2 separate regions of the Mus musculus genome follow, and region 1 is linked to region 2. A link is a contact called in public HiChIP or PLAC-seq data. All regions are on one chromosome and are shown on one strand. Each heading gives the region's core, a stretch centred on a gene start, on an enhancer-like site or on the middle of the called end of the contact. The rest is flanking DNA. Distances are from core to core; before and after follow the strand shown. Region 1 has its middle 21 kb from the start of Gm36769. Region 2 has its middle 110 kb from the start of Gm36595.

Evidence for each region. HiChIP or PLAC-seq counts read pairs in DNA pulled down with a chosen protein or histone mark.
Region 1: a contact with region 2 is called in an H3K27ac HiChIP or PLAC-seq map of embryonic fibroblasts, with 4 times the contacts expected there. The contact joins two enhancer-like sites. A contact is called at or near these places in 1 of 15 datasets of contacts at CTCF or cohesin (the NIH/3T3 cell line) and 2 of 115 datasets of contacts at active chromatin or transcription factors (astrocytes and embryonic fibroblasts).

What each region holds. Positions count from the first base shown.
Region 1 is chr10:56,913,041-56,916,450 of GRCm38.p6, reverse strand. No RefSeq gene overlaps it. Among named protein-coding and RNA genes, the nearest start is that of Gm36769, 21 kb to the left of the region's middle. Within about 2 kb of position 1,735, at least 15 of the 459 cell types and tissues checked have an H3K27ac peak or open chromatin away from gene starts, as enhancers often do. A contact at or near this core is called in embryonic fibroblasts, where this site is marked.
Region 2 is chr10:56,535,333-56,538,682 of GRCm38.p6, reverse strand. No RefSeq gene overlaps it. Among named protein-coding and RNA genes, the nearest start is that of Gm36595, 110 kb to the right of the region's middle. Within about 2 kb of position 1,437, at least 22 of the 459 cell types and tissues checked have an H3K27ac peak or open chromatin away from gene starts, as enhancers often do. A contact at or near this core is called in embryonic fibroblasts, where this site is marked.

The sequences.
Region 1 (3,410 bases), core at 486-2,985, 380 kb before region 2:
ATTCATAATTTAAGCAAAACTAAGCAAGCGGGTAAACAATTTAAGTCTGTTGGAGCTTATGTGAGAGCTTTGCTTTGACACCTCAGCACCAAAATACACAAAAAAATAAAACAAGCAGAGGCATCCTTTCTCAGGTTTCTTACATTCTTGCCTGTGACTTCTAAGCAACAGCCTCTTCATGCTTTTCGTACCACAAACCTTGATGAAGTCTCCAGTGCATGCTAACTGCAGTGCATGCTGGGGTGCTGGTGTTTTTCAGGGGTGAGCTGAGTCCCAGCTATAATGCAATCCCAGATTTCATCTAATCAAACACAAAGCCAAGGGGTAAACAGTATGATCTGGGAGAACTTGATAAAAGGAGAATGAAGCCAAGTGCCTAACTTTGGTCAACTCAGTTCCAGCCCAATAGCGGACAATAGATAAAGCCACGAAAATGAAATGGATCTGATGGAACTACTTGGGCCATTATTGCTAAAGGGATCTATTTGAAATTTCCTGTCTTTGAGCACAATGAATATATATATATATATATATATATATATATATATATATATATATATATATATATATGTCCTTTTTATACTTTGAATTGTATCTGTACAATATTAAATGTTTTCCAAATCGTGGATATGTCCAAAATAAATATAGTTCTCCTTGAATCCACATGACTTGCTTTGTTCTCATTGTAATTTGGATTTGAGTGAGAATGGCCCCATAAGCTCATGTGTTTGAATACTTGAAGCCCTATCAGTGGAACTGTTTGGAAATGATTAGGAGGTATGGTCCTGTTGAAGGAGCTGTGTCACTGGGAGCAGGCTTTCAGGTTCCAAAAGGCTCTGATATGTTCCCTCTCTGCCTCCTTCTTTCAGATCAGGTTGTGAGCTATCAGGTTGTGAGCTATCAGCTATTTCTGCCTTTATACGTTGGCTCAGCCATCATGAAATTAACCTTCAAAAACGGTAAGCCCAATTAAATGCTTTCTTTTACAGTTGCCTCTGTCATGGTGTTTAAGTACAACAATAGAAACCTTAAAAAATACAGTCTGTGTGCTCCTTTCTCGTCCACCCTCTTCCTTCTTGCCACCGTCCTTCCACAAATAGTTGACAGCTCCAAATTACTTTCTCAACCCTGCCTCTTAATTAATTATGAATCCTTATCTCCTTATCACTTCCTGTCCGAAACCTGCTGCTTGTACCTTTTCACTGGGCACAACATAAATTTTCCTTAAACAATAATAATAACTTGGAGGGTAAACTGAAAATAGATTAGATGGATTCTAAGGCATTCTTAGCCTTGGACCCAGAATTACATAGAGAGAATATATTTTGAAAATATGCTGTCACTCAGCTGGGAAAGGGAGTCGGACTGCTTCCCTTTCTGTGGCACCCACACCATTATTTGCCTGTGAGACAAAACTATTCCAAATTCTTCTTTCATTACCAATCTACTGCCAGGCCCATGTCTACCACAGACCTATGTTGGTCACCCCTAATAAGCTGGATAGTGTCTGTGTGCCGGGATTAGTTGTTTGCTTTCTCAAAGATAATCTGTTCCAAGAAATATAATGATATTTTATTAATTTTTGAATAGTCAATGTATGGGCTATTCATGAAGCATGCCAAAATAGTTTTAAAATGACACCATGGAAAAGCATTAGCCAAGCACTCAACTCAGCTCTTAAAGACAGAATTCAAACGCAGTTTCAAGCACTCTCAGAAAAACAATCTTTATCTGCTTATGACTGTGACTTATTTTGACTCTGCTAGGAAATTCTCAGGGTGGAAATTTCCTGAGCTGACAGCAGGTCATGCTGAATTGAAGCCATCGCCCTTGGGGGAAGGCAGGAGTTAAAGAATGTAACTGGATTTATTTCTTATTAGTTATATATCCAAGAAAGCATCGAGGACTGGCTTTCTTATTTCTGAGTTTTAGAGACAGTGGATCAGTTTTTCCACTCAGTCTCTCTTAGCAGGATAAGACCAGATACCCAACGTGAAGCTCCGACTTACTGCATATTTTCCAGTCTTCTTTTTACAACAGAGGAGCTTTATCTTTTCCTTTTCATTGTTTATTTTTTCCAAGCTCATATTGTCTTTTCCATGGCATGATGTCAGGATGGTGAAGGTAGGTATGCTGCAGCGTGTGAATGGATCTCCAGCATTTCAGCCTGGCTAAGTGGCAGGCAGGATTTTCCCGCAAAGGGTGATGAAGGCAGGCTGACTCAGACAATCTGTGCCACCACTTCATCTCCCAACTCACGCTTAGGAAAGCTGGGCTTTTCCTTTGGTACCTACAGAATCTCTTTTAGTCATTGTTCACATTAAGGGAAATCTTGATAGATAAAATTTTGACATGGATTTGATTGCATCCTTGAGATGAGGCCTGTGACTTGAAGGTAAAAGAGACACTTTTTTTAAGTTATTTGTATGTGTGTGTGTGTGTGAGGGGGTGGGGGGGGAGACAGAGACACAGAGAGAGACAGAGACACAGAGACAGAGAAGGAAAGACAGAGAGGTATCCACAGATGTCAGAAAGGGGCGTTGAATCCCTTGGAACTAGATTTATAGTTCACATATATGACTATATGTGCCTGATGTGGGTTCTGGGGTCTGAACCCTAGTTCTCTGAATGAGGGGTAAGTCCTTTTAACTGCTCATCCATATCTGCAGCCTTAAAATTAGTCATATTTAATGAATTTTAGTCTTTCAACTTATAAAGAGTGTTCCTTCTCTGGTGTTACCCTTTGTGTGTCTTCTTTCTTCTTTCTTCTTTCTTCTTTCTTCTTTCTTCTTTCTTCTTTTTAACATCTTGTGAGACAACATTGTAAGCTATAGCAGCTATGATGCTGCCTGACAACACACACACACACACACACACAAAGTGCCATAACAGGGATACATAACAGGGATAACAGCATTGAATAAAACGAATGAAGTCTTATCCTAATGAGCCTTACATTCCAATAAAGGAAATGGATTGTAAACTCATAGACATATCTTTGACATGGTTTATTAATCATGCTTTAATTGTGCCTTGTGCCCATCTCAACTCCATCACCTTTGATTTTTTTGTGCTTCTGTCTTTAGATTGAGATATCAAGTCATGGTATAGTATACTAAAGCAAAAATATAAAGAAATATATACTAGCTTCATCCTTGGCTTGCGTGATTACCAGATATGTGATCTCAAATTCCTTAACCACTTTGATATTCACCTTTGTAGTTTGGGTGGTGGATGCTCCTAAAAGGTCTATGTGCTCAAGTCTTGACATCATTATCTATATTGAGCATTGCTGTGGATGAGGTATGGCCTCATGGACAACCTTTGGTCATAGGCATCATGTCCTCAAAGGTGATGGTGGGATTCCTATCTGTATCCCCATCTTTCCAGGCTTGAGACATGACCATCTA
Region 2 (3,350 bases), core at 188-2,687:
AATGCTTGCTCCAGACCCTGTGAAGCCTCCTACTTGCTCTGGAGAGCATGAGGTTTGCACGTAGCTTGGATCATACGTTCTTTCCTCATTCTTCCTCGTAAACATCTGCGTGATAATTTCTCATCACAAGTCCCTGCCACATTCTTTGAATCCTTTCCACTCTGATTTCCCCCAGAGGATTTTCTGTTTTTAAGGTTGGCTTATTTGCTTCTAGTTTTGTGTGTGTTGGCATGCACACAGGTGCCTAGAGAGGCCAGAAGAGGGCGTCGGATCCCCTGGAACTGGTGTTACAGGTGGTTGCGAGCCACCTGATGAGTGCATGAAACCTGGGTCCCCTCTAAGTATTTGGGGTGAGCCAACTCCACCTGAGGTATTGCTTTGTTGTTGTTGTTGTTGTTTGTTTGTGACTAAGGATAGAGACTAGCCCATCTTGGTGTTCTGCTTCATGCTAGTGTGGTGCTCTACATCTTCTTTAATAACTGGATAATTTTCTTCCAAGCCTTTGGCCAGTGCCATTGCAAGGAACACAGCTAACAATATACTGTCACATAATTACAGAGTGCCCTCGGACAACAAGATAAAGAGGGAACATACCTTTCAGGTCACCGGGAACATCCCCTCTGGTTTTGTACCGTTCTTAGTTTATAGAACAGACGGACCAAGTGAGTCTCTCCTGGAAACTGTCCCATTAGATTGTTGCAACAAAAGTTTCGTTTGCCCTGAAATCTTTTTCTTAAGCTTACTGACTCCTACAATGTGAGATGCCCACCCTGGGAAAGAAGCAAGAGAGCTTAGCCTGCTGCTTATTTTCCCCCCAAGGTGTTGGTCATGAGAAACAATTTGTATCAGCCAAGTGTCAGCCAGGCCACCTCAGCAAGATCCATAAACACACAGACACTCTGGAGCCAAATATTCCAAACACTGGCACCTCTGCAGGCCGCTTTTCCCATGCAGACGCTTTGCTTTGCTCGTTTTGTGTTTTGTTTTGTTTACTATTATTAAGTAGTAAATGTGCTATGTTTAGCAACAAAGTAACGGGGCTGTGAATAAAAGTCCACTCCAGTAACAATACTCATCTGAATAGTGTCTGAGAAATGCCTTCTTCCTTAATTCTTTCATTTGTGATACCTTGGTGATATTGAAGGAAGGGTTAAACACCAGCCTTGCCTTGCCGCTCACAGTGTGGTCCACAACCCGGGGCACATATATTCACATCACTTCAGGGCTTGTTGGAAATGCAGACAATAGAGACAGAAACCGTGTTTTAAAATAGACTTCCAGGGATGCCAGTTCCTACCAAATTAACTTTGGAATCCTGCTACAACAAATTACTACAAATTTAGTAACTTAAGGCAAAATAAATGTGGTTTGTTACAGTGTGTGAGTCAGAAGCTCCACACAGCTCCTACTGGGCTAAACTGAAGCTGTCTCGGACAATGTTTCCTTTTCTGACACCATCCGGCAGAATTCTTCCCTTACTTCTCCCCTTCCAAGGAGCTAGCCCCTCTTTAGTCCCTGATTCCCTCCCCCCAGGGTTGCAATTCTCACACTATTCTTCCACAGTTCTACATTATTCTTGTTGTTGATACAGGTTCTCATGCCTCTGTCCCTGACTGGCTTCAGACTTGCTCTGAAGCTGAGAATAAACTTGACTTTTTAATCCTTCTGTCTCCACCTCTTAAGCATTGCGATTACAAGTACACATCACTGTGTATACATTATGGGCTGCTGAATGTGACGGAAGCCATGGCTCTGTTGCATGCTAGACAAACACTCTACCCACTGAGCTGGACCCCTCCAGACACGATCTTATTTCATCTGACCCAGAATTCATGCAGGAAAAGTCCTTCACTTAAAAATTTCAATGTGTATCTACTATATATGTGCAAGGAGGCCTAGGTCCAGCTGTGTATATTCTCCAGACTCTGAAAGCTCCAAGAGTCTAAGTTAGTTGACTGTTAGTCTTCCTGTGGAGTTCCTATCCCCTTCAGGACCTAGTAGGAGAGGAAAGTGCCTAGCCTCACAGAGACTTGAAGTGTCAGGGTATGGGGGGACAGCCAGGGGAGGGTCCCTACACAGAGGAAGGGGAATGGAGGAAGGATTGTGGGAGGAGGTGACCAGGAGAGGGGGCAGTGTGCATGATGTAAAGTGATATATATATATATATATATATATATATATATATGATTAAAATGGGGTTTTTTTCCTATGTAATTGATTAGACAGGGCTCACTGATTATCCAGGATAACCCTGTGTCTTCAAAAACCCTTGCCTGGTTTTGAAAGAGATTTTTTTTTTTTTTTTTTTTGCTAAGCCATGTAGCCTACTCACTGGTCCCAGGATTTGGGTGTAGACATCTTTGGGGATCACTATTGTCCCTATCATGCACACAGTGCTATTTGAGAAGCTCCAGTCCCACAACTTTAAAAAAAAAAAAAAAGAAAAGAAAGAAAGAAAGAAATAGTTTTTTTAATCTGTTGTTGACTGCATTCTTCTTGTTATGAGCTGAACTATGTCCCCTGAAAAATCTGTTTGTCAAAATCGGAACCCCCTAGTACCTCAGGATGTGACTTTACTGAGAGAGACTTTAGAGATAAAGAAGGTAAAATGAGACCATCTGGGTGAGCCCTATTCCATGTGACTTGTGTTGTTACAAGAAGGGATGGGGCACAGGCAAAGTAGCATATTATGCCTTTAATTCTAGTGATAAAAAGGAAGAAGCGGGTGGATGTCTGTGACTTTGGGGCCAGTGTGGTCTACATAGTAAGCTGCAGTCCAGCCAGAAATATATAATACCCCGATTCTGAAAGTAAATAAACAGGTAAATAAATAAGCAAATAAATAAGAAGGGATGCACAAAGAGCCAAAGGATCACTTGCATTAATTGTTCATGTGCCAAGGACAAAACCCTAAAAAGAAACAAAGCTTACCAACAGCTGGACCTTGAGCCTGCAATGTCCAGAACGATAAGAAAATAAGCTCCTACTTTTTCAAGGCACCTCGCCTCTGTGCTTTGTTCTCTTCTCCTGGCCTAAGTTATATCCCAGTGCCTTGCAAACTACGTTGCAGCAATCACACTGATATCTCACCATCCCTGTTGCTTCGTTGTCCTAGACTGATGTCCTTCTGACCCCATTTAGTCACTCCAGTCTCTTCCTGTTCTTCACTTGGACATGACCCAGAACAAACTCATCCTACCTGTCTTGCTTCTGTGACTCAGACTATGGGAAGCACCGGTTAGCCCTTCTTAGCACGTCTCACATTCTTACCTCTTCTTCCTCAAGTCCCCGCTGCTTTTCCCAGAACTGCATGCCTACAATTAGTCGTTTCTTCTTTCTCTAGAAGGCTC